Linked DNA regions of Mus musculus: regions 2, 3 and 4 are each linked to region 1. Evidence: chromatin contacts called from public promoter capture Hi-C data. All regions are on one chromosome and are shown on one strand. The core of a region is the stretch at or near the end of the contact, and the rest is flanking DNA. Distances in the headings are between cores, read along the strand shown. Region 1 holds the start of Tomm40 (translocase of outer mitochondrial membrane 40). Region 2 holds the start of Phldb3 (pleckstrin homology like domain, family B, member 3). Region 3 holds the start of Zfp235 (zinc finger protein 235). Region 4 holds the start of Zfp428 (zinc finger protein 428).

Evidence for each region. Promoter capture Hi-C pulls out the DNA fragments that hold promoters and counts their contacts.
Region 2: a contact with region 1 is called in a promoter capture Hi-C map of pre-B cells, with 4 times the contacts expected there. The contact joins the promoter of Phldb3 here to the promoter of Tomm40 in region 1. A contact is called at or near these places in 3 of 39 promoter capture datasets (cranial neural crest, frontonasal cranial neural crest and pre-B cells).
Region 3: a contact with region 1 is called in a promoter capture Hi-C map of pre-B cells, with 5 times the contacts expected there. The contact joins the promoter of Zfp235 here to the promoter of Tomm40 in region 1. A contact is called at or near these places in 3 of 39 promoter capture datasets (cranial neural crest, frontonasal cranial neural crest and pre-B cells).
Region 4: a contact with region 1 is called in a promoter capture Hi-C map of second pharyngeal arch cranial neural crest. The contact joins the promoter of Zfp428 here to the promoter of Tomm40 in region 1. A contact is called at or near these places in 5 of 39 promoter capture datasets (cranial neural crest, frontonasal cranial neural crest, maxillary cranial neural crest and 2 more).

Annotation. Positions count from the first base shown.
Region 1 is chr7:19,710,097-19,716,915 of GRCm38.p6, forward strand. Tomm40 (translocase of outer mitochondrial membrane 40) reads right to left here and starts at 5,333. Exons shown (of 10, transcript NM_016871.2): 1 at 5,262-5,333; 2 at 4,885-5,163; 3 at 4,197-4,264; 4 at 3,573-3,665; 5 at 822-923; 6 at 637-742. The coding sequence starts at 5,158. It overlaps Nectin2 (nectin cell adhesion molecule 2), which reads right to left. Exons shown (of 9, transcript NM_008990.3): 9 at 6,548-6,819. It overlaps Gm38955 (a long non-coding RNA gene), which reads left to right and starts at 5,368. Exons shown (of 2, transcript XR_881874.2): 1 at 5,368-5,893.
Region 2 is chr7:24,606,412-24,613,118 of GRCm38.p6, forward strand. Phldb3 (pleckstrin homology like domain, family B, member 3) reads left to right here and starts at 4,917. Exons shown (of 15, transcript NM_001102613.1): 1 at 4,917-5,167; 2 at 6,086-6,268; 3 at 6,465-6,602. The coding sequence starts at 4,934. Ethe1 (ethylmalonic encephalopathy 1) reads left to right here. Exons shown (of 7, transcript NM_001364014.1): 5 at 1,457-1,546; 6 at 1,941-2,057; 7 at 2,312-2,514. The coding sequence ends at 2,364.
Region 3 is chr7:24,129,113-24,135,633 of GRCm38.p6, forward strand. Zfp235 (zinc finger protein 235) reads left to right here and starts at 3,260. Exons shown (of 5, transcript NM_019941.3): 1 at 3,260-4,111; 2 at 5,037-5,375; 3 at 6,146-6,203. The coding sequence starts at 6,189.
Region 4 is chr7:24,504,507-24,510,692 of GRCm38.p6, forward strand. Zfp428 (zinc finger protein 428) reads left to right here and starts at 2,581. Exons shown (of 3, transcript NM_146183.2): 1 at 2,581-2,930; 2 at 6,040-6,186. The coding sequence starts at 6,172. It overlaps Cadm4 (cell adhesion molecule 4), which reads left to right. Exons shown (of 9, transcript NM_153112.3): 9 at 1-27.

The sequences.
Region 1 (6,819 bases), core at 4,083-6,582:
AGCACCCAGAAGGTGACTGGCAGTAGTCTCTAATTCCAGTCTCTAAGGACTGGACACACTCTGCTGGTGCTTGAGGGCAATAAGCAGGCTCCATGCATGTGCACACTCACACACATGCTGCACACAAACACACCAAATAATGTGAAGAAAAAAAAAAAAAAGCCGAGCAGTGGTGGTGCACACCTTTAATCCCAGCACTTGGGAGGCAGAGGCAGGCGGATTTCTGAGTTCAAGGCCAGCCTGGTCTACAGAGTGAGTTCCAGGACAGCCAGGGCTACATAGAGAAACCCTGTCTCGAAAAACCAAAACCAAACCAAAACAAACAAAAAAAAAGGTACCCAACCTGGAAAGGGATCCAACATCTCTCTTTGACCCTCCCCAGTCCTGAGATTACAGGTGTGGCCATACCTGGCTTTGTGGTTTGCCTTTCATTTGCTCCTGTGAATCAGCTCATGCTGCCAGAACTCACAACTGCCCTGACTTTTTGAGTGTTGGGACCACAAGCTTGTGGCAGCACCCAAGATCTCAAGTCACTCCTCCCCTGCCGCCTCTCAGAGGCAAGGCCATGTCAGGTGCCTTGTGGGAAAGGGGATCTGGATCACGGCTTCGTGAGCACCACTGAGCCCCACCTCTTACCTGAACCCACCAAGACATCTGGGTTGCCCAGGGTGACAGCAGCTGTGAAGTCAGAACCACGGTACTCGCCATCCACCTGCCAGTTCACGAACTTGGACTGCTGGGTCTGTGGGGGAGGGGCAGTGTGAGGACCACGGGGGAGGGAGCACCTGTGGGGGTGACAGGCCACGTCCATCCAGACTCACCTGGATGGCCATTTTGGACCTGAGGCCTGGGCTCAGCTGGTGGATGACCTGTGCATTGAGGCTGCCACTATTGTCCATGTCACCCACCAGCACGGGGAACGCCTGCGGGACAGAGGGAAGGTTAGAGGTTAAGCATCAGTCCCATTGGCATGGTCTCCACCATGAAGCCCCCTCGGTGCTCACACCGCACCCACTTGGGTCGTCATTTCAGTGACACACCTGCCCCTGGAGCAAGTGTGAACCCTGCAGCTAGGCAGACAGTCCAGGTACATTAAGTGATTTTTTTTAAAGATTTATTTATTTATTATATGTAAGTACACTGTAGCTATCTTCAGACACTCCAGAAGAGGGCGTCAGACCTTGTTACGGATGGTTGTGAGCCATCATGTGGTTGCTGGGATTTGAACTCCGGACCTTCAGAAGAGCAGTCGGGTGCTCTTACCCACTGAGCCATCTCACCAGCCCAAGTGATTTTTTTATTTTTATTTTTATTTTTGGAGACAGCATTTCCTGTTGCTCTGGGTAGCCTCAAAGTATCTTAACTAAGGTTTCTATTGCTGGGATAAACACCAGGACCAAAGCTAACTGGGGAAGCATAGACTTCCTCCAGTTTGTAATTCCTCACTATAGTCCATTACTGAGGGAAGTCAGGGCAGGAACTCAATGCAAGGATGTGGAGGCAGGTGCTGAGGCCATGAAAGGGTGCAACTCACCGGCTTGCTCAGCCTTTCTCATTGCACTCGTGATCAGCCCAGGGGCAGCACTGCCCAGTGAGCCTGGCCTTCCCACATCTGTCGTCATTCTAGAAAGTGACCCTAAGCTGGAGGTGGCTCCTTTCCCCAAGTGACTGCACTCTGTATCACCCGACTAGCTGCACCAGCTAGTCCCCACAGCAGCTCTGTCATGGCAGGTGCCCGTGACTCCTGAGTCTGGGTTACAGGTCTGCACCACCAGCCTGCACTTTGGTTTGCATGTTTATTTATTCATGGAAGTCGGTCTTGCTATGTGGGTTGAATGCCTCATCCTCTGGCACAGCTTTCCCCAGGGCTAGGATGATAGGCATGTGTGAGGACAGTCAGCTGGGTTTGGGCAGGCTCTGCTTCCTGGTTGACAACATAACCTCCATGGTGCCTGTTCCTGCCGCTGTCTTCCCTGCCACAACAGCATCCTTTCTGTGGCCGTTTGCTTCCCACACTTCATCTCCACGCTGTGTAACAGCCTAGCTTCGACTCTTAGATACCAACCTGCTCCACTCTTCAGAACACGCCTCAAGGGGCCAACGAGATGGCGCAGTAGGAAGGGTAAAGGCACTTGTCTCCAAGCCTGAACAGCAGTTCAAGCCCCAGTGCACACAAGGTGGAAGGAAAGTTGTCCTTTGTCCTCCACAGGCCTCCTCACCACACAAACAAATGCAATTCCAAGTGCAGCTCAGGCCTTCCCTACCTCGAAACACTAGAGCCCTAAGACACACAGACGGGCAATGCCAAGTAGGCCCCCTGCCACTCTAGTGCAGTGCCCGGGGAGGCTTTCATTCCTTGATCTGCTTGCTAGTGGAGGTGGAAGACTGTAGAGAGGGGGCTGGAGAGATGGCTCAGTGGCTAAGAGCACTGACTGCTCTTCCGAAGGTCCTGAGTTTAAATCCCAAGCAACCACATGGTGGCTCACAACCATCCGTAATGAGATCTGATGCCCCCTTCTGGTGAGTCTGAAGACAGCTACAGTGTACTTACTATAAGACTGTAGAGAGATTTAAAAACAAAAAAGTAGTAGGCATGGTGGCACACATTTTAATCCCTATACTTGGGAGACAGACGGGAGGGCAAGACCTGAGTTGGATTCCAGCCTGGTTTACACAGAGTCCAGGAAGGGCTTGAGTTGGTATAAACTAGGTAAGAGCACTCCTACATGCAAGCATGAGAACCCATGTTCAAACCCCTGCCACATGTATTGCATGGTCTAAGTATCATGCCTGTCACTCTACCCCTGTAGAGATGGTGGGTCCTGTAAGCTTGCTTGGCAGCCTGTCTAAGCCTAAACAGTGAGCTTTTGGATCAGATGTCCCACTCTGGCTTTTGCAAGACACCCGCACACATGCTACTACACAGGAATGCACACATGCTTACTCCACACAAAAAAACCTGCTAAGGACGTATCAGTCAGTGAGAATGCTTGTCTAGTATGTCCAGGTTTGAGTTCCAGCACCAGATAAAACCAAGAATGAGGACTTAGGCCTGCAATGGCAGCACTTAGGGGAGGCAAAGGCAGGAGAACTGACAGGTTAAGATCATCCTCTGCCACAGGTCAGTATCTCCAAACACAAACAAAACCCCACAGGGAGCACGAGGAGAGCTGTAGCTCAGACCTCTACCTCCCGCTCCCACCAGCTCCACACCCCTTCTCTCCATCCCGAGGAACATACCTGAAGCACCCATCTGACCCATCTCCCTCGCCAAATTTCTGTGGCTCTCTAGCACCCCCTAGAGAACACCCAAGAAAAAATCTTGACATTCCAGGTGCTCTATCTGGTTCAAGCATCCAGGTCATCACTAAGTTGTCCCCAAACCCAGCCCCTCACCCCCAGGATGAGATAAAGAACAGTATGTTAGGGATATTACTGCAGGAAGGAATCACCCATGTCCCAACACCTTGGCTGCTCACTTGCTCACCTCCTTCCCTTCATAGCCCCCTTGAGTCTGTCACCTGGCCACTGGATTTCCTTAACAGATGTTAGAATGACTGAAGAAATCTTACCTCTGTGGGACTCAGCTGCTTCGTCCCCACGTATGTGACCCCAAAGTGGTAGTTGGACTCCCCAATTGTGCCGAGGGCTACTGTGTGGGTCACCTGGGAGAAAAGAGTAGGTGGTGGGGGTCTTGGCGATAGCTGGGGGATGCAAACTAGAGATGTGGAGATGGGGAGTGAACACCGGGTGTCAGGCCACGACTAGCAGCATCAATGCCCAGGGATCCAACAAAACACCAGGCCTGACCTGACGAGATTAAAGGTTTCTAGTGAGAAAGTGGTGCTGGGGTGGGCGCCACACTCACCGTTTCCACTCCTACTTGACTTTGTAGGGTAAGAATTATGGATTCCTAAACCCTAACTCCCCCAGGCCCCAAGTAGTCACCCTGGAATTCTTGAGTCTTCCTGTTAGTTTGTCTTTTATGTTTTGATATAGGGTCTTTTGATGCATGCTGGTCTGGTCTTGGGAGTACGATCTTCCCACCTCTGCCCTGGCCAGTGGTGCCATTGGAGTGCTATCTGAATCTTGCTACCTACCAAAAACCCCAAGCCTTTAAGAGTGAGGGGATCTGTATGCATGGAGGAGTATCGCTGTTGTGACCTCTGGAGGGTCAAGGCACCAGAAAGGCTCACCTGGAAACGGTTGCTCAACCCTTTGTTGACTGTAAGTTTGACACCTTCCATCTGAACTGGAAACAGCTCTGCAGAAGAGAGATGCTGTCATACCCCAGATTCTTCTCCCATCCCAAGCTCTCTTCACAAACTCTTATCTCACTAATTCCACCACTAGAGGAACCTTGGCCCTTTGCACATTTTAAACCCAGTGCAGTCACCTCAACTTAGGAAATTCACTCTCCTGCCTAACTTCTCATGCTTACAGTTCTCACCACACAGAACTGTCCTCAGTATTTAGTAAGTTAACACACTTAACTATCGAGAGTAAGAATGTCCTCCCTCTTATGATCAAATTGTCAAAAGATCCTAGGCTAGGATCCTTGGGTCGAACCCCTCACAGGAACATTGGGGAAAACCTCTTGACACCGTGACCTTGGACTATAATTCCCTTCCTGATCACACTCCTGAATCTTGGTGGGGTTGGTCCCCTGGCTCTCAGTACCCTAAGACTTCTCCCTCCTGCTGTGGCATTCTTCCCCAACGAGTTCATCATCTGATCGCAGTTTCGAGCCCCAAGTTCAAGGTCCCACCCTTCCAATCCATCATCAGCTTCCAACGTTCTGTTTAATGATTGCAACGATGTGCGCCAATCCTCCGGGGGGTCCCTTCCCTTTCCCTGGGGCTACTCGGGCCTGGCGCCCCTCACCCTTGCACTTCCGGTGGCACTCCTCGAACGTCCCCGGGTTGGGCAGGCATCCGCAGCTCCCATCTTCCGAGGCCGCCGCAGCGCCGCTGGCCGCAGCCCCGGGAGTCCGTTCCGAACCACGGCCAGTGCTTGACCCAGTGCCCAGGCCGCCGCCGAGCGGCGGCAGAGTGAAGCCTGGCGGCGAAGGAGGCGGCGGCGGGAGCCCCACGAGGGACGGCGTAGGAGGCGGCGGTGGCCCTGCGGGCGGAGAGCTGGCAGCCAACACGTTCCCCATGGTATCTGCGAGGGGAAAGGTCAGAGGGCAGGGATCGGGGCGACACGCACACCCCCGGATGCAACCCCAGGCCCTTCCCACCCAAAGCGGACTCGGCTCTCACTGGCGGCCGCGGCGGCTCCTCTTCCCGGCCTGGGCTCCGCTCCTACCCCGTGCGCTAAGCGCAACCGAACCCGCTGCCGCCGCCGCCACCGCTGTTTTCCCGCCCCATGGATTCTATTGGTTCGGTGTCCTCCGAGATCCGCCCACCGCCCTAGAAGAAAGACATTCTATTGGAGAATTAGCAGGAAGTTCCACCCTTCTGTTGAAGCCCTACTCCTATTGGTTCCTAGTCGAAATCAGTCAGTGCAGCTTCCTCTACCTTCCTATTGGCTCGTGTATCCCAAGTTCATTGGTTCGCGACGCCGCGGGGCTGGAGCTAGTTCGCTATTTGTCGATAGCACACGCATTGACACGCCTACCTGCTCATTGCCCCGCCCTCCTTTTGGAGGCGCGGAGACCCGCCCCAGAAAATGCCTTGACTATTGGTGGACCTTGGCTCAACTCACATTCTAATTGGCTACAGTATGTCTAATGGGCCGGCCATGGTGACGTGCGTGCTAGGTCTCTCATTGGCCAATGCGCCAGGGTCAGGGGACATCAGTAGAGGTGCGTTGCGCTGCAGACGCTGCTAGGCAGCAAGGTCAGGTCTCGCGTCCCGACAGGCACCGCGGTGGAGAGGCAGGGTCCCCGACGGTAAAGCCGGAAGTGCTGCCCCTTCCCACAGTGCCTCGGGAAGGTTTCAAACCAGTTCTGGGATAACCTGCCGGCCTCTGCCTACCCACAATGCCGCTTTCTCCCTTAACGCCGCAGCTGCCTTGACCCCCCCACCCCCTTTTATTTTTTTACCCATCATGCCGTCTGCTCCTTGCGTCACTGTAGCTTCTATCTTTGGCCCATTCATTCCTTTCCCATTACCCAGCATTCATTCCCCCATTCATTGAGCTTCAATCCCTTGGCTCGGTTTAGCTCGTGTCTGCCTGTTCACGTTTCCCATCCTTCCGGCCTTTCTCTAATGAACTATCTTGGAATCTTTTACCTTCTGGCGACTACCCACTACGCCTACAGCCCTCGTTTCTTACTTTGCTTCTGGCTCATTCGTTTAGCTCCATTACCCATCACGCCTTGGGGGCTTCATTGAAAATAGTATTTGCCTCATGATCTTAGACACTTCTTGCATGCCTACCGTTTTTTCTTTTGGTTGATGCGGTTTTGCTTATGACTCATTAATTTCTGGGGCATTTTTTTTTGACTTTTTGGGGAGGGAGGGGAGTCCATTCTCTGTTGACTTACAGATCACGGATGCCTTTCAAGCTTCAGGCCTCATTGTACCCCACTCACTTCACATCTCACAGAAAACACAAGACTTTATCAAAGTAGAAACTCATATTATGTAGGAAATGCTTACAAAATAAAATTCCCAACCCAGATGCCCAGATTCTCCATCACACACACATACACACACCATCCCCTAAAGAGGGATATGTAGTTCTCATCTCACTGGGTAGGGGTTAAAAGAATTCAGTAGTCCTCAGGATAAGAGCAGAGTCTCCCAAACTTGGGGTGGCAAGGCACACTTGCATTAGGTTCTCCCCTCTAGCATTGGACCTGGAATTCATGCT
Region 2 (6,707 bases), core at 3,667-6,166, 4.9 Mb after region 1:
GGATAATGTCTGTGTGTTCAAGGCTAGGCTGGTCTACATAGTAAGTTCCAGGATAGTCAGGGCTGTGTAGAGAGACTTTGCTTCAAAAGGAAAAGAAAGAAGGAAAATAAGTTGGGGGTGGTGGGCAGCAGGCCTTTAATCCCAGCACTGGGGAGGCAGAGGCAGGCAGATTTCTGAGTTCGAGGCCAGCCTGGTCTACAGAGTGAGTTCCAGGGCAGCCAGGGCTACACAGAAGACCCTGTCTCAAAAAAACAAACAAACAAACAAACAAACAAACAAACAAACAAACAAACAAACAGAAAGAAGAAAGGAAGGAAGGAAAGAAGGAAGGAAGGAAGGAAGAAAGAAGCAAGTCACGTGAGGCCCTGTAGCTCGGTGGGTAGAGTGGGCATCTAGCATACAAGAAGCCCAAGCCTCAATCCTTATACTTCATCAGCTGGGTGTTAACATGTGTTTAACATGTCTCAGTTAACACCCAGCTCAGGAGGTGGAGGCAGGAAGATCAAGAGTATGAGGTCATTTTGAGTAACAAAACATGTGCGCACACACACACACACACACACACACACACACACACACACACACACGCACACACGCAAGAGTACATGAAGGTTGTTCCTGTACGTTGCTTAATTGTTAGGGGGCAGTGTAACTTTTGGGGTTTGGCTTTAGGAAGCACATAGGTTGAAGGGTCCCTCCTAATCTCCCCCTTTCACCTATCCGCCTGAACCGAGGACCCAGAAATTCTTTCCGTGTGCTCGTGCTGTGTAGGTGCACGCGCGTGTGGCTGGGGCTGTGATAGGAGGCCAGCAGCGCGTGTCAGGTCGTTTGTCTGTTCGCTTCACCTTGTTTCCTTGGGACATGGTCTCAATGAGCCTGGCCCTGTGCTGCCAGCCAGCAAGCCTCAGTGGTCCTCCTGCCTCTGCTGTTTATGGTGCAGGTGCAGGAGCTATGGGAGCATAGGCCACACCCTCCCACGGGTGCTAGGGATCTGAACTCAGTCTCGAGAGGCTTGATTGCAAGCACTTTTACTCCCTAAGCATTCCTCCAGCCCCAGGACGCAGAACTTCTTATTCAAATCCCTGCGGCTCCTTCTCCTGGTGCTCATGTCTTGAGTCTTCCCTTTAGTCCACCTTCCTGATGTAGAGCCCCCTTCTTTCACCTCCCAGTGAGGATGCCACAACCCCTGGTTCTTCAGGCTCTCAGCCAGACCTAATGGAATCACAAATTACCCAAATGGATTTATTACCATTTCCCAGGTCTTCATATATGTTGTCCCACCTCCTACAACGCCCTTCTCCATCTGTGTCTCCAAGACACGTGGGAATGCTTGGCAGGAGATGAGAGATTGGGTTTAGTCATAGTACCTCCATCCTCCTGTCCTTCTCTGGGAAAGGGGATCAGGGAACGCCTCTTGTCTCTTTGATCCGCTGACCTGTACGTTTTCTTTCCTCAGGCTGTGCTAAGACTTTGTACCACTCTGTGCACGAGAAGATCTTCACACTTCCAGGCAACTGTCTAATCTACCCGGCTCACGATTACCACGGTGAGGGCTTGCCCGAGGCCATGACAGGCTGCTGTCGCTTAACACTTAACGTAGGGAAAATTCCCTCTGCCTGTCGTTCTCACGAGGCATGGAGGCAACAGAACCCAGAAATTCCTGTGGCTGAAAAGATTATGTGCTTGGGCGTGCTGAGTGGATGTAGAAACAATAAGACACATCTGCAGGGCATAGGTTTTTCTGGGACAGCCCCAGAGATGTGCAAGCAACTGTGAGAACTACATTTCCCATAGTGCCCAAAGAGAGAGGAGGGACACCTTCTCTGGACCATTCAGGGAAGGGCCAGTTCTAGTCTAGGGAGACAACCCCCAAAGCCTCCTGGGAAATGTAGTTCTTGCGGGCCCCTAGTTACTTTCCTTCCCCTCCCCTTTGTGGACAGGGCTCACAGTTTCTACTGTGGAGGAGGAACGGACTCTGAACCCACGGCTTACCCTCAGCTGTGAGGAATTTATCAAGGTCATGGACAACCTGAACTTGCCCAAGCCACAGCAGATAGGTGAGTTACCCAGGGACGGGACCCTGGGGTCTGAGGAAAAAGTCAATGGGGTAAGAATCTGTGAACCTGAGAGAGGAAGGGCCTGAGCCCCTTGATTTGAAAGGAGGCCTGGGTGCTGGAGCCCTGGGTCTGAGGGACGAGGACTTAGGGCTAGAACTATCGTCCCTTCTAAGAGCCCCCAAGCATTTCTGGGTGTTGGTGGGACATGAGGCATCCCTGCGTACTTAAAATCATTTGAGGTTTCCTCTTTTCAGACATTGCTGTTCCTGCAAATATGCGCTGTGGGGTCCAGACTCCACCCTCCTGATTCGTCCCAGCCAGCTGCTCACATCCGTTATGAATGCACTAGGAGGGGTGAGGGGAGGGGTGTCACCCCAGGGCCTCTCTCTTCTCCTACCTCTACTCTCACCAGCTACTTGAGCTTCTTAAATAAAGTTTACTTCGTTTTTGCCACGAATCTGAGTTCTGCTTGCTTTCTTGGGGAAGGAATTATGTTTCCAGATGGATGCCGAGACTCAGCCCTGGTTTCTCAAAAAGCCAGGGGTAGACGTTGGTAGAACGTTCGCTCACCTAGCATGTATAAAGCCCGTGTTGTGTTCCTTTCTCTGTACTGCATAAAGCAGGCAGGGAGGTGCAGACCTGTCATCCCTGCCCTTGCCGGCTGGAGGTTCAGAAGGTCAAGGTTATTCTCAACTGCACAGTGAGTTGGAGGCTGCCCTGGGCTATGTAAGACCCTGAATGATAGATGATAGATAGATAGATAGATAGATAGATAGATAGATAGATAGATAGATAGATAGATAGAAAGGAAGGGGGCTGGAGAGATGTCTCAGTGGTTAAGAGCACTGGCTGCTCCTGCAGAGGACCTGGGTTCAGTTCCCAGCACCCACATGGCAGCTCACAACCATCTGTAACTCCAGTTCCAGGGGATCTGGCCTCTGTAGGTACCGGGCATGCACAGACATACATTTAGTCTAGACAGACATTCACGTAAAAGGGAAGGAGGAGACAGAGCTAGCAGTGGTCAGGACCATGGGGGAAGGAAGGAAGGTCTAAGGGAGCTGGGGGTGGGGGGACTGGAAGCAGATAGCAGGTTGCTCACATCGATGTAGGGGAGGTATTCTCACAGACTTGCACCGCAGCACATAATTCTGTGTGAGCCCCTCCCCTGGGAGTCCCAGGCCAAATGAGCCCCTCTCCATCCCTTAGCTTTCTGATCTGTGTAATGGAAACAATAACGGGATATTTCACTGAACTGATAAATCCCGATGTCTGACTTCTTGCACCCTGCTTGCATGACCAGCTCCCCTGCCCCTGTCGCTGCTATTGTCCCTCCTGTATTGCCAAATAGTTATGAGTACAGATCTCGAGAGACAAAGCAGGTAGTAACAGATGTGGGCTGAGAAGGCCGAGAGTGTAAAGCTCTTGCTAACAAGATGATTTGAGTTCCATGCCTGAATCCCACGTTGGAAGGCACCACTTCCCAAAGATGTCCTATGAGCTCTTTACATGTTGGGTGCCACTTACATACCTGCACTATCTTTCACATACACAAGTAATAATAATTTTAAAAAAGTCATTTAGAATGCTTGTAGATCCTAGGTGTATTTGTTTCCTTCAGCCTCGGTCCCCACAACTGTACAATGGAGACGGTCGATCTCTTTTTTTCTATGGGCTGTGGTGTGGTATGACACTGAGGTGTGTCAAATGTTTTGCACAGCTCTTGATGTCTAACAGTCGGGTTTTGCATACCAGATATTTTCCTGTTTCTGCCCAGAGAGGAAAGGGTCTGGCTGTGACCTTTAACCTCTGTGCCCCACCCCATAGTAAACTGTGTGCGCGTGGGGCACACTCTGTCTCTGGGCAGATCGCTGACTCAGCCCGGGATACCCCCTCCCCTTGTCCGGCTCCCTAAACCGGTCAGGGCCCTTCCAAAGGGCTTATTAGAGGGGAGAGGCCCCCATCTTCATTCCTATCTTCCTTTGAGGATTTCCTAGGCTTCGGCCTTAGGGAGGCTGCTGTATGCAGGTGGCTAAGAAGCCCGGCCCTCCAGGGGCACCGGAGGCTGAGTGGGAGGTCTGGGCGCTGGGCTCTCTCTGGGTGGGGCTGGAGGGGCCGGGATGGCTGGGTGCCTGGGCTGCGGGCGGGGCAGGCTGCTGGCTCCCTCCTCCCAGGAGAGCTGTCGGACCTGTTGTCCCCCCCTCCACTTCCGGGCTGCTGGGGAGGGGGACGGGGCGGCCTCTCTCTCCTCCCTCCTTCCAGCCACCTGTTTAGCCGCAGGAGCGGCAGTGCCCAGTGCAGAGCCAGAAAGAAGGTTGACGACCTACGAGGACCTCCTCCCGGGAAGGAACGGAGGCGTTGGGGCCCCAGGCATATCCGGAGAGGTAGACATTGCCAGCCCCGAGTTCTGGATCTTGGGGTGAGGAGCCTCGGACGCTGATTCCTTACAGGTGGTTCGGGACCCAACTGTGGAGCTCCAAGGAGGAGAGCCGGGCTAGTCCCGAGAGGGTAGAGGAGATGGAATCTCTTGGAGGCAATCCGGGAAACTGGAGAGGGCTGCAGAAGGGGCTCAGGGATGACACATGGAGCAAAGGGAAGGCTCAGCGTGCGACGCCCCAGCACGGGGAGCGTTAGGACCCCGGACTCAAATTCTCTTCCCACCTCTAGGTGTGTGTGTCACCTTCGGAGCCGACAGCCTCTCCCCAGTCGCGAGCGGGTCCCCAGGAAATCTACGCCCGCGGAATGTTCAGAGCTGGTCTCTGAACCTTTAGGTTCCGCCCTCTGGGCAAGCTCAACGCGCTCTAGACCACGCCCACAAACATCAGACCACGCCTCTGAAACTGACCACGCCCACACCACAGGAATCCGAAGCGGCCATGGGGACACCCAGCACCCTAGAGGAGGGCTCCTCGTCTCCAAAGGTTTCGGAATGCGCCGTCGAGGTCCAGCCTCAAGGGGCTGTGCAGCCTCAGGGGCACCCCGAGGATCCCAAAGAGCACAAGGAGCCCGAAGTCCCAGCGGAGCTTCCAAGTTGCCCCGGAGCTGGGCGGCAGGCCGAGGAAGAGGAAGAAGTGGAAGAAGGTAGCAGCACCGAGAGCTGCCGCGAAGAGGTGAGGGATCATCCCCCCGGGGGGGCTGTCCAGACGGACAGACAGACACCCAAGACGACACAGAAGAACATAAAGAGAGAGACTAGACAGAGACCCAGAGTCAAGGAGAGTACCCATAGACAGGCAGAAACACCCTGTTAGACAAAGTTGGATTTGAAGCCAGAGAGACTCGGGTAGAAACATAGAAACTAGATACGACAGAGACACAGGGAGTGAGACATAGACCTAAAAGAGAGACACAGGGAAGACACACAGACCCAGAAGAGAAACAAAAAGAAATGCCAACATAGAAGAGTCTAAGTCAGAGAGAGGGACGGGGGTGGGGGTGGGGGGAAGAAGAGCGATCCAGGGACTCTGAGAAAGAGATCCCAAGAGGTTGAGACTCAGGGACAGATGAGCTCATCGTGTACAAAGACACTTGCTGTCAAATCTGACGACCTGGGTTCGATCCCCAGAACCCTCATTGATGTAAGGCAAGAATCTTCTGATTTCCACTAGCATTCAGGTACAAAAAAGAAAGAAGGAAAGGAAGGAAGGAAGGAAGAAAAAAAAAGAAAGAATAGAGGAAGAAATGGAGGAAGAAAAAAGAAAAGGAGAGAGAAGGGAGAAAGGAAAAAGGAAAAGAAGAAAAGGAAAGGAGGGAAGAAATGAGGAAGAAAGAAAAAAGAAAGGAAGGAAGGAAGGAAGGAAAGAAAAGGAAGCAAGCTCTGCTAGTTCAGCTTCAGAGCATAGTGGCTTTGTATGATGGGTTCAGAACCTGCCGGCTTCCCCGCTTCACGGTCTTCCATTCGGACCCGAAAGGAAGTAGTTGAACTTGGCAGCTCATGACCCCCAGAGGCACTACTGGGGTGGGACCAGACCTGTTTGGTGACTTGAGGGGGGCGAGACTTGTTCTCATCACACCCTCTCTAATTTCAGCCCGAGGCTACGCCTGCCGCGCAGATTCCAGCCACACCTTCCCCATGCCTCCCTTCTGGGGAAGAGCTGCGGGGGGCAGCGCGGCGGCTGCGAGGACAGCAGCTGGAGGCACTGACTCGCGTGGCTCTGATGGAGCAGCGGGTGAAGGAGTTACAGCGCCAGAAGAAGGAACTGAGGATCGAGGTGAGGATGGGGAGATCTTGGGAAATCAACCCGTGAGGGAACCTGCGAGCCAAGACACCGAGTCCATTCTAAACTTTAGGATCCTTTTTGATAAGCAGCAGGTGTTCAAGGCCCGAGGCCTTTTCCAGACTTCCCATCTCCCAGCCCCTTCCTCCACTGGCTGCTGCACCCAAATTCTCGCCTTGTTTTTTCGCAGATGGAGGTGGAGGTGGCCCTGCTCCGGGGTGAGCTGGCCGGGGAACGAGTGGCCGCTCGCCGGGAGGAGGAGCAGCTGCGGGAGCTGCTGGGCCAGCGGGTGGAGACCCAGCCGAGCAGCCAAGAACAGCGGGAGCAGGTTGGTGTGACCAGCGACTCCATCCTCATGTTCCTTTCTTCCGGGCTGGAACACCCTCTGGTCGGACCTAATAGTTGTCCTTGTTCTTCAAAGAGATTGGGTTCC
Region 3 (6,521 bases), core at 2,010-4,509, 4.4 Mb after region 1:
ACAGCAGGCAAATAACTACAATGACAATTAGGAAAGACTGTGTTCTGGCATTATCAGGGAATTGTGTAGTCCAAGCTTGCCTCAAACTTGCTGTATGAGATTAGCCATGACTAATCATTGTATTCAAGGTTCTAGGAAAAGACTGGGCAGTTGTGGTATAAGTCTTTAGTCCCAGCACTCAGGAGGCAGAGGGAGGTGGATCTCTATGAATTCCAGGCCAGCCTGGTCTACAGAGTGAGTTCTAGGACAGCCAGGGCCATACAGAGAAACCCCACCTCAGTTAAAAAAAAAATCTAAGTCTGACATGGTGGTATACATACAATTTGGAGGTTTAGGCAAGAAGATCATGAATTCCAGGCCAGCTTGGGCTTCAAAGTGAGACTCTGTCTCAACAACTACAAAAATTATGCTTAACATAGCTGAAAAATATTATCAGAGAACTTCACTATAGGTCAATAGGAATAACCCAACTAGTCCAGGAATGTAGGTGCATGCCTTCGATCCCAGCACTTGGAAGGTGGAACAAGAAGGTTTAGGAGTTCGGAGCTTTTCTCAACCACAGAGCAAGTTTGAGGCTAGCCTGGTCTACCTGAGTTTTAATTTAAAATTTTAATTTCAGATGCACAGCTGTCACTGACCATGCCACAACTTTTGTGGTGGGCTAGCTCACTGCAAGCCATGTGTGAATTTTGTATCTTTGTAATTTCATTATACTTTCAGAGGTTATTTTGCTGACTTTGTGTGATGCCAGCAAGCTGTATTATATATATGTATATATACACTCATACATGTTTCTATGGAGAGTTACATGTCACCTGTCCTTAGAAACCCCCACACAAACAACTCACAGGCTCCTTGCTACTGAGGAAAACTTGAGATCAGGGATGACTGGACTCATTAAATTTGATGTTTATTGGACACATTTCCAAATGGAGGAGAGAACTTCCAGTTCTGGTTTGGTTTCTGTTACTGTGATAATCACTGAACAAAACCATCTTGGGCTGGACCTGCCAATCATAGTCAATCTCTGAAGGAAGCCTGAGTAGGAACCATGGGGGAACACTGCCAACAGGCTTGCTGCTGTCCATGGATTGCTAGGTGTTTGTTTGTTTGTTTGTTTGTTTGTTTGTTTGTTGAGATAGAGCTCTGGCTGTCCTGGAATTCACTGTGTAAACCAGTCTGGGCTCAAATTCACAGATTCCTCCATCCTCTGCCTCCCGAGTGCTGGGATCAAAAGCCAGTCCTGACTGCTCAGCTTGCCTTTTTATATACCTGCGGACCATTTGCCCAGGGCTGGCACCGTTTACAGTGAGTTGGGCCCCTCCCACATCAACCACTAATAATGAAAATGCTTCATAAACTTGCATACAGCCCAGTCTCATGGAGGCATCTCCTCAGCTGAGGCTCCCTCTTCCCTGCAAGTTGACAAATCACAGGTAACTTTAGCCCAAGGGGATCTGGCATCCACTTGTAGCCCACAAGGGCACCTGTACCCACAGACACAGACAGATAGACAGACAGACAGACACACACACACACACTGAACCTGTTTAAGAAGGATTGAATGGGTGTATAACAGTGGAGTAAACACAGTCCATACTCTTGTCTCTGACACAGTATTCTAGACTTAGGTCAATAACCTGAGCTACAAGCTAGAGCAGATCCTGAGACTCCATGGTAAATGGACATGGTTTTGTTATGTTTTAGGGAGGGAGATGGAACAAGAGAGTAGCACTGAGTTGAACTGTCCTCCAAGCAAGAAGCTGACATGTGGCTGCAGCATGGTTGGCTCAGAAGTGGATTGTCAACTCGCTGAGACAAAGTAAGCCGTCTTCCTGTAATATGTCATTTACTTTATTTATGTATTTATTTATTAATTTGTGTTTGCATGCCTCTGTGTGTGTGTGTGTGTGTGTGTGTGTGTGTGAGTGTGTGTGTGTGTACACCAGTGTGCTGCAGCACCTGTGGTAGAGGCAGATGTAAATTACAGAAAGTCAGCTCTCTCCTTCCACTGTGTGTGTTTCAAGGATTGAACTCAGGTCCCCGGGCCTGTACCTGCCAAGGCATTTGCAGGCCACGGGCAGGGTCTCTTGTTTCTGCCACACTAAGAGGTCAGGCTAGCTGGTATGGAGTCTTCTTGCCGGCTTCAATATGGCACTTTGCTTTTATTGTGAGAATCAATAAATGGTTTTCTTTTTTTGTTGTATCTGTAGGTTGTATGGGTGGTGAATATCCAAGGACACAGCATTGGCTATGAGTTAAATCCAGTGTTTCTCAAACCTAGCTTCTGGTGCACTCAAGAAAACAGCTTTTCCAGTTTTACTTACCCTTTGCTTCCAATTAGTGTGTGTGTGTGTGTGTGTGTGTGTGTGTGTGTGTGTGTGTGTGTGCATGTTTGGAAGAAGAAGAGTAATTATGGCACAAATACAGGAGTCACATACGTCAGGTGTCAGTACTACCACTGAGCCAGGCTCCCAGCCCTTCACTGGGGGATTCTAGGCAGGTTGTGGTTTGACTGAGAATGCCCCCATAGCTCATATATTTGAATGCTTAGTCTTCAGGGAGTGGAACTCCTTGAAAGGATTTAAAAGGTGAGCAGGCGTGGCCTTCTTGGAAAAAGTCTATCACTGGGTATGAGCATCAAGATTTTAAAAGCACATGTGAGTCCATTTCTCTTTCTCTGCCTCTCTGCATATGGATCAGGATCTAAGTCTCAGCTACTTCTTCAGCATCATGCCTGCCTGCTGCCATGTTCCTGCTCTGATAAAGGACTAAACCTCTGAAAGTGTAAGCCAGCCCCCAGTTAAATGCTTCCTTTGGTAAGAGTTGCTTGGACTTGTGGTATCTCTTCAAAGCAATAGAACAGTGACCAAGACAGGAGTTGGTACCAGGGACTGGAGTATTGCTGTGACAAGCCTGACCATGCTGTTTGTTGAAGGAATATGGAAGACTTTAGGACTTTCCACTACAAAATTATTAAGTGCTTTTTGATTAGTAGAGCTTAGTGGGTCATCCTAGGAGGAGAATGCAAGACAAGGGCAATTTGAGCTGGGGGTGGGGGGCAGCTCAAGAAGTTTCAGAGGCAAACAGTACATGGCCTAAACCATTCTAGTCATATACTGAGGAAAAAAAGTGGGTGATTTTTGTCCTCATCCTAAAAATCTGCCTGAAGCTAAGTTGATGAGTTTTGTATTACTGGCATAAGCAGGGGAGATTTCCAGACAGCCTTGTGTTGACTGTGTCTTGTGGTTATTAGCAGTCGCTCTCATGGAGATCCAGCATGAGGAGGAGCAAGCCAGACAGAAAGAACTATGCAGTGTGGAGTGTGAGGAGAAAAGAAGCACCGTGAAGGCTTAAGGAAAAGCCTGATTCTGAATGCTATAAAGGGAGTGCTGACCTCAGGGCAACACCCCACCCAGCGAAGCCTCCAGCCTGTGAGAAGGAAGAGGAAAAGCTTCAGCATGAGGGAGGCCATCAGTTCCAGCTTCAGCATGAGGGAGGCCATCAGTTCCAGCTTCAGCATGAGGGAGGCCATCAGTACAGCTTCAGCATGAGGGAGGCCATCAGTTCCAGCTTCAGCACGAGGAAGGCCATCAGTTCCAGAAAGATAGTGGACATAGAATCGGATGGGGCCAAGGTCCAGACCATCGAGCAGCAGAACATGCCAGCTTTGGCCACTTGGTTCTGGCTTTAGAGTCAAGGATACAAGAAACACTTGGTTCTGGCTTTAGAGTCAAGGATACAAGAAAAGGGTTCTTGAGCCTCCCTTAGTAATGAAGGAAATGCCCTGAAGGCAGTTGTAGTATAGGAGAGTTCCTGCATAGTGGCCAAGAGAGGGCATTGAGTGAAGCTGTGAACCTGGATTATGTCGGAGACCACAAGATGTTGAAGATGCCAGAACTATGGGATCCCAGCTGCAGAGAGCTGCAGACTGAGGTGAAACCAGCCTGAGAGAGACAAGTGTGTTACAGCCAACATAGCCGAAAGAGTAAAGCATCTGAAGAGTGCTTTGACATCAGCATGGAGATGCAGAGTTTGGCCTCCACCTTTGGTTTTTAGTCTTGCTATGGTCCAGTGTTTCCTCACTATACTGCCTTCCCATTAAGAAATGGTAAAGTATATTTTATGCCATAACACATTGGATTATGTGGTCTGCTTTTTGATTTTGATTTTACAGGGAATTACAATGAAGAGATTGTCATGAGTATCATAAAAGTTTGACATTTAGATTTTTAAAAAATATTGGGATTGCAATAGATGGTGGGGACTTTTGAAGTTGGGCTGAACGCATTTGGCATTATGATATGGGCAAAGGCTTATCGAGACAGGTAGCAGAGTGTGATGGTTTGACTAACAGTGGCCCCCATACATCTATGTATTTGAATGATTGGAAATAGCAGGGAGCCATGCTTTCTGCCATGTTAATGGACTAAGCCTCTGAAACAAGCTTTGATCATGGTGTCTCTTCATAGCAGTAGAATAGTGACCCAGACACCCTGTGCTCTACCATCACTCCCACAGCCTGTGACTGGAGGATTCTATTCAGGGACTCTGCCTCTGCTGCTGAATCAGGCTCCTATAGCTGAGCAGTTGAAGTTTTAGCTTTTATAATATAATATAAAATGAGACTTCAGTGTTCTTAAAAAGGACCCACAGCTGGGCATGGTGGTGCTTACCTCTTATCCCAGCACCCGGGAGCGAGAGACAAAGGGATCTCTCAGTTTGAGGCCAGCCTGATCTACAAACAGAATTCCAGGAGATCCAGGGCTACGCAGAGAAACTGCCTCGGGGAAAAAACAAAACAAAACAAAACAGAACAGAAATAAAAAAGTATCCATAGATGTCTTACATGGCATTTCAAAAATAAAGAAACCGAAAAGCACCCCCGGTGAGCGAGCTCCCAAAAAGCGATTTCTAAGGCTCACATGCCAGTTAAAAGAGCTTGGAACATATGGAGGCTTTAGTAGTCTGGGGAATGTAGTCCCGGAAAAAGCACAGAGCTAGGCGCTTCCGCTGACGCATTCTGGGAATTGTAGTTCCAGCGCCAGTGACGGCTGAGGTGACTTCCGCTGCCGCAAGGCCAGGCTCCCTGGCAGTACTTCTGATGAGGTGACATCCTGCAGCGTTCCGCGACCCTTCTGTGTGCTGGTGTTTCGGTGTGTCTTCTCGGGGACCGAGTCTGCATCTCCGGGGAGAAGAGGGGCACCGCTGGCGTCGGCCGGTCCTCTCTAGCTGGGCTCTGCTTGAGACGGCGCTGCCCAGGATTCCTGGACCCGTCTCAGCTGCTTGTGGAGCCCTGGAGAGAGTCTAGCTTCCCACGGGAGTCTGTCAGAGGAACGGTGATGGCAGATAGCAGTGTCCTAAAGCCTTAAGTGGTATGCAACTCTGGTTTTGATGTGCTCTTTTTGCATATATTTCATTGTTTATTTACTTAAAGAGTGGGACGTTCCATAGCTGATAAAAGGAATAGGTCAGAAAACTACCTGTGGGAGTAGGGTCACTCCTTCCACCACGTGGGCTTCAGAGTCTTGAACTCAGGTGGTCAGCCTCAGCAGCAGTCGCTCATACCCTTTGAGCCATATCGCAAGGCCAAACTCCCCTTTCCTTAGAGAGGGTTTAGCTTTTTATTGGTGATTATCTTCATGTATGTGGGAAAAGAAACTTGGTGGGGGCTCTTGCAGATGAGCAACGTTTACTAGAATTTAAAATTTTTAGAAGGAGAGAATATGGGGGTGGGGATTTCACTACTGTGTAAGGAAATAGTTATATGTAAGATAGCTGTCACATTAACAGACCCTTAGATAGTGGTGGTCAGTTATGACACAGCGTTCATCAGAGAGCTCGAGACTTCTTAAACATTTGTTTTTATGGAAAGCCCATCACTACAGGCAGCATTGTGAAGGTGCGAGTACACGGCATCCCTGAAGCTGCCAGAAATAGAGAATTGTGGGCTTGTCTAACCCTTTGCTGTGAGTGAAGTGAGGCACGCATGACCTGGTAACCTGGAGCCTTACACTACTGATTAGCAGGAAGCAGGTAGAAAAGCCTGGTCAACCTGCACAGCCCTTGGGGCTGATGGAGAAGCTGAGGAAGCCATGTGGACCAACTGTCCTAGCAGTGTTCTCACGAAGCCCCTCTTCCCCAGCTTGCTTCCCAGAGCCCTGCCTTGTCTCAAAGAGAAGAGAACAATGACCAAGTTACAGGTAAGTTGGGTTGCTTCCCCCATCCCCACAGTGCTAGGGATTGGAAACATGATCCCTGCATGCTGGGCAAGTGCTCTACACAGAGCCTCTCTGAACTGCATGAAGGAAGAGGGGAAGTTGCTGAGAAGAAAGGTCTGGAAGGAGGAGGGATAAGAGAGGACAGTGGGACATGTGCTCAAAGTGCACTGCACTTGGGAAAGTGTACAAGGATGAGTAAAAAGAATTTGAAAAAGTGGGCTGGAGTGATGGCTCAGTAGTTAAGAGCACTAGCTCAGTTTGGTTCCCAGCACTCACACCTGATAGCTTACAACTGCCTGT
Region 4 (6,186 bases), core at 1,331-3,830, 4.8 Mb after region 1:
CACTAACCACCATTAAACTGAGGAGAGAACAAGTATGGGGTGGCTGTGTGTCTGTCCCTCTGTCCGCCGCTGTACCGCTAGGAAGGGGGGGGGGGATGCAGGCGCTGGGGTGGAGCACCGTGGATGCTGATACACAGGAAGATGAAGGAGCCAGACCTCCGAGAGGCCAACCACCAGCCACTCTTCCTCAAAATCCCAGACTTGGGGGATTTTTTGGGGAGGGGGGCGGTGAGAGGCGTGGTGAGGATTTTGTTTGTTTGTTTCTTCGTTTTGAGACAGCATCTTATACTATAATACAGGCAGGTCTTGAACTCCGGTAACCCTTCTGCCTCAGCTTCTAAAAAGCTGGGGTTACAGGCTGATCCAACCACAGCCAGCAATTTGTGAATAAAACACACACACACACACACACAAACACAAAAGAGGCTTTTTTTTTTGTTTTGTTTTGTTTTGTTTTTTTCAGTTTAACAGGAATCTGAAATTTGATCCTGTTCTAGGCTTTAAGGGCTCAAGGTGAAAAGGTCACTGTACTCTGACCTTTGTGAAACTTTGATGAAGGAAACAGACGCATCTAGGCAGCAATGGGAACAGTTTCAGAGCCGGACGTGGTGGGATACACCTGGAAGCCCAGCACTCAGCGAGCAGAAGCTCAGGGCAGCCTGCTCTACAGAGCAAGTTCCAGGCCACTCCTAGCTACTTAGCAAGACTGCAAGACTGTGTGCCCCTACCCCCCAAGCAGAAAAGCTTAAAGCTTGCTTTAAATTGTAAAGAGGGCTCTTAATATTTATATGCTTAAAATCTTAAAATTCCAGCCTTCAAGGAGCTGAGGCAGGAGAGTGAGTTTGAGGACAGCCTGGGCTACACATTAGGCTCCTGTTTCAGAAAGAAAGGAAGGTGGGTCAATCAGTCTCCTGTGGTGGTGGCTTACACTTTTAATTCCCAGCACAAGAGGCAAGTGGATATCTGCAGCCAGCCTGGTCTACATAGTAAACTCCAGGCCAGGGTTAAGTAGTGAGACCCTGCCTGAATAAAATAAACACACACACACATACACACTCACGCACGCACACGCGTGCGGCGGTGGGGGGTTGGGTGGGTACTGTTTTATTTTGTTATGGAAATTTTCATGCAGAGTGAGGAGACTTAAAGAACTCCAAAGCCCCAGGCACCCTCCACCCCATTTCCACCCAGAGCGCTGCATTTATTGAGACCAGTGCTGTGTCAATTTCCCTAAATCACTCAATCTGCAGGAGCTGTATCATCAAGGAAGGCCCTTCGGATTGGCATCAATACCAGGAGAGAGTGAGCTCGGAGCAGCAGGGACAAAGGGTTTTCCCGATGAATCGAAAGGCAAGATCAAAGCCTGAGACAGCAAAGGGATTACTGTGTTTGAAGTGCTGGGGATATGGACCAGATAAAACGGTGGGTGGGTCCAGAAGAGGCGTCAGGGACACAAGTTTGACTGGGAGACCAGGTGTGGGAGGTGCATACCTGCCACCCCAGCCTTTGGGAAGCTGAGGCAGGAGAACTGCAGGGAGTTGACGAAAACCACCCGGAGCTAGAGTGAGTTCCAGAATACACAAGGAGACTCTCAGAAACAAAGCAAAACACAACTATTCCTTTTCTGTGGTGTAATGGGACTCTAGAGTTTTAAATTGCTAGTGATAAAAGCATTCGGGAAGGAGAGGGCTGTAGGGATGGCTACAAATAGTCAGCATGAAGTTATGGCCCTTTAAAATTACCCACAGGAGCTGGGCTGGCTGCCATATGCCTGTAATCTCAACATTCAAGAGGTAGCGTTCAAGGTCATTTTCTTCGACCCAGGTGTTGGAGGCTAGCCTGAGCTACATGAGACTCTGCCTCAAAAAAGAAAAAAAAAAGAAAGAAAAGAAAGAAAAACAAAAAAAGAAATAAAAAAGCAAACACCTATAGCAGACTTTCTAATTGTGCTCCACGGAAAAGCTGCCTTGACTCCCTCTAAGAATGCAAGCACTACTTTGCCTCTGGAAATTTGCATCAGCTATTCCCTCTGCTTTTTGGCATTCTACTTGGCTCCAGTTCAGACCTGGCTTAAAAATCAGCCCTTGGAAGCCCTTGCAGAACCTCGAGCTGGGGCAGGCGTTTCTGGCATCCACGGCCTCCTGCCGTCTACCTCTCTCTCTTCCAGGTCTTGACAGTTCTAAGTATTTGTCTAATCAAATGTGGTTCGTTTTCCTTAGACTGGGGGTTCAGATCTCTCGCAACGCAGAAACCACGTGCTGTCCAGGAATTTATCCTAGGTGACAGGGACGTGAACGGGGTCCCAGACCTTCGGTAGTTTCGGGACAAGGTTGCCAGCCCACCACGATTAAGTCTGCAGTCCCCTACACGCATGCGCTTTATTTTTCCAGGTGCCCCCCCCCTCCCCATCCATATGCTAATCACTGCGCTCTGAAGAACAGCCTCTCCCGGGAATATGCAAATCACATCCTCCAGTGCGGGAGGCCTTCCTTTGTCCCGCGCTAGGATTATGCAAATGAGCGAGCCTCCAGCCCGGGGGATCCGGGCCGAGTATTTAGGCCCCCACTCTCCCCCCTCATTCCAAGGCATCCACTATTTATAAGGCGCGTTCGCTCTACCGCGCACGCACGCACGCGCGATTCTTAAAGCTTCTTCACCCTTCGGGCCGCAGACTGTACCAAGTCTAGCGGGGCCGTGAGCGGCAGAGCCCGCCACCCCCGCCGGCGTGAGCTCTACAGCCTTCGCCATCCTCTGAGCCCCTCTTCCCATCGACCTCCGGGAATGGTCCATCTGACCGCGCACGCGCCCCTCGCTCGCCCCTCGCTCGTTCGCCCGTTCGCTCGCCCGCTCGCCTAGCCTCCCGAAACGCAGGCGCAGTGCCCGGGCGTGCAGCCGCCACCGCCGAGCCTGATCCGGGGCCGCCGGCGTCGGTGAGTGTCCGAGCTTGGGGGGGGCCGCGGGGCATGCTGGGAAGCGGGCGATACAGCCCCGCTGCATGACGGGAGCCCGCGGCCGCTTGGCCGAGTGACCGGCCCGGGAGTCCCTTGCTTTCCCCAGCACGCGGCTCGGGACCCAGCACAGCTTCGCCTCGAGGCATTGTGGGAGCCCGTGGGCCAGGCGTTCTGGGCCTGGGGCATTCTGGGAAGGGCCTGGGCTCCTGGAGGGGACTTTTTTTTTTTTTTTTTTTTTTTTTTTCGTCGCACACGCCTTCTGTGAGAAGCCCCGGGGCAAGGAGCGTTTGGGTGCCTGGTGGTCGTTAAAGGCCCGAGGCATCGTGGGACGCTGTCACGGGGCATTGTGGGAGCTGATCTTTATTGTTTGGTACCGGGGTTTGTCCGAGTCCCAGTCCTACCTAGCGTTGTGCGGAAAGGTATCTATTGTGTTCACTCACGCACTGTGAGGCGTATGTGTGGGTGGGGTCCTGGCCACTCTGCTTTTGAGGGAACTGAGGCATACGGTTTCATGTAGCTGGGTTTTGGACCCACAATATCGCGGAGTACAACCTAGAATTTATAATTTACCAAGTGCTGAGTTCGCAGAGGTGCATCACCACGCCCAGCTGGCTTCCACCTGTCCTAATGCTTCCACTTGATATCCGGAACGTTCTGGAAGAAGCTTTATATAATGTGGGTTTGGAGAGGGATGGCTGTCCCCAAGTAAACCCCCAAGAAAAGTCCTAACAATCCTTGCTGTGATGGTCAAGTAGAATAATAGTTAAAGCCCAGTGTGGTGTCACGCGCCTATAATTCCTGCTGGGGCAGGAGGATTCGCTATTCTAGACCTGTTTTTTTTTTTTTTTTTTTTTTCCTTTTGGGGAGGGCATCAGATCTCAAAAAAAGAAGGGGGAGTGGGTTTATGGAATGGCTAATCCTAGGTATTGTTGCATGGAACACATATATTAAATATTTAAAATAGAAACAACCAGTTGTCCTCAGTTTTTCTTTGCTGAATGGTGCGAGTTTTTCCAAAAATAATGTATTACTACAGAATTAGAGGGGCCCAACATCTGATGATTAATCATGAGAGCTCTTCCTTGCCAGTCACTATTTCTCGGTCCTTCAAAGGCCTGATCCAGTATCTAGGTGTCTTTAGTAAATTCCCTATCCAATGATGCCACCTCCTCCTCTTGCTCCAGCCGCATTCCTCCAACAGCAAATTTGACATTTGGGCTTTGAACAGTGTGCTTTCTACCATTGTTTGTGCCCCCAGGCCCTAAATTCAGGCTTTGCCATATTATTAGTGTCCATATCTATTGTCCCCAGAACCTGGGAAGCTGAAGTTGGAGGATTGCAAGTTCAAGGCCAGCCTGGACTGTATAGTAAGAGTCTAAAGGAGAGTGGAAACCGTATTGTTTTTAGTCCTACACTGCCTGGTCTTGCAAGGTCCTGTCACAATGCAGTAGGAGGAAGAAACGTGTGCATTGAGAGAAACAGGAATTATGGGAGCCAAGGAGCAATGTGGATGGTTATAGGTGAGCTTTGCAAGGGTGAAAATAAACACTCTGGATCCACAAAGAGGAAGGAGAAAATTCCAGATGGGAAATGGAGGAGAATGAACTAGGACTGCCCTTCTCTGGCTATAAAAGGCCTTTATGTGGCCCTGCCCCCAACCCCACCAGAAGCCTGGAGAGTTGAGCAAAGGAGTAGAGTCTATGAGATCTCTTCCTTCCTTCCTTCCTTCCTTCCTTCCTTCCTTCCTTCCTTTCTTTTTGTTTTGTTTGTTTGTTTGTTTGTTTTGTTTGTTTGTTTGTTTTTTAAGACAGGGTTTCTCTGTGTAGCCCTGGCTGTCTTGGAACTCACTCTGTAGACCAGGCTGGCCTCAAACTCAGAAATCCACCTGCCTCTGCCCCCAAAGTGCTGGGATTAAAGGCGTGCACCACCACACCACTGCCCGACTCTTTCTTTTTTAAGACAGTGTGTCATTTAGTTCATACGAGCCTCAAATTCTATGTAGCCAGCTCTGACCTTAAACTGCAGATTTACCAGCCTGAGAGCTAAGACTGTGGGTGTAGACTGCCTACTTCTATTCAGAGCATGGCTTTGGATCTTTGTTGAACCACAGTCTGGTGAGGTGGCCAGTGTGAACTTGGACTTTGGACAGTGTGCAGGTCTTCTTCCTTCCTCTTCTGCTTCGAGGGAGCTGTTTCTGTGTGCCAACCAAAGCCTGGACTTGAGAAGGATACAGACAAGAAAAGTTGGGTCCTGTTTGAAGCACTAGGCAGAAAATGACAGATTTGAGTTCAAACCTCAAAAGTCAGCGAGGCTGACTTTTACAAAATTAGGTTGACGTCTAAAACACGCCAGGCACAGTGATGTTCCTGTGATCCTGACACTGGGAGGAAAAGAGGCAGGAAGATCTGGAATTCAAGGTCATCTGAGGCTCCTTAGTAAACCTGAGGCCAGCCTGGGATATATGACGCCTTGCTTCAAACAAGCACAAATGGAAGGGTATGGATTCAGCCCGGTTGGCAGAGTGGGTTGTTTGCCTAGCGTGCCTGACGCCCCACAGTTTGATCTCTAGCATTTGGGAGGTAGATCCAGGAGCATTGGGAATCCAAAGTCAGTCTGGGGTATTTAAAATCCTGTCTCATAAAAAGAAAACAGTTTAAAACATTTCCAGGCTAGCTAGTATCTCAGCTGTACCAAGTATTCTGTGTCCTTAATAGTCAACAATCTGTGACTCTTCTTCCTGGTGGTCCTCCCTCCCTCAGCCCCAGACCTTCCTACAGCTAAAGGGTTAATGTCTGGCACTTAGTTATGATTGGTGACCATACCAATACCTTCCTTTAGATAACTTGGGATGTCTTCTCTCCCTACTTCACTGACTAAGAACCACAAGACAGTCTGTTGCCCAGATAACTGGATTCAAGGCCTCCTGGGGACAAGGTCTGCAGAGTTGAGACTCTGTACACAGTCAAGACAGGACAGAGGCCATCTTTGCCCCACCCCAGCACTGAGCACGCAGTGGTCTTAGAATGGGGACAAGTGTTACGTAAAAATTTATTGAGTCACCGCAGGCCTTTCTTTTCTCCCTGTCCAGCACCCCTCTCTACCTGCCAACATCCTGTATTAGAGGAGCTTGTGGCTGGAGGTGTGACCGCGGGAGAGCTGGCCGGGGAGGGACCCTGCTCAGTCGCTGCTCTGCTCCTGTCTCTTGTCCCCTCCCCCCGCCATGACAGAGACCCGT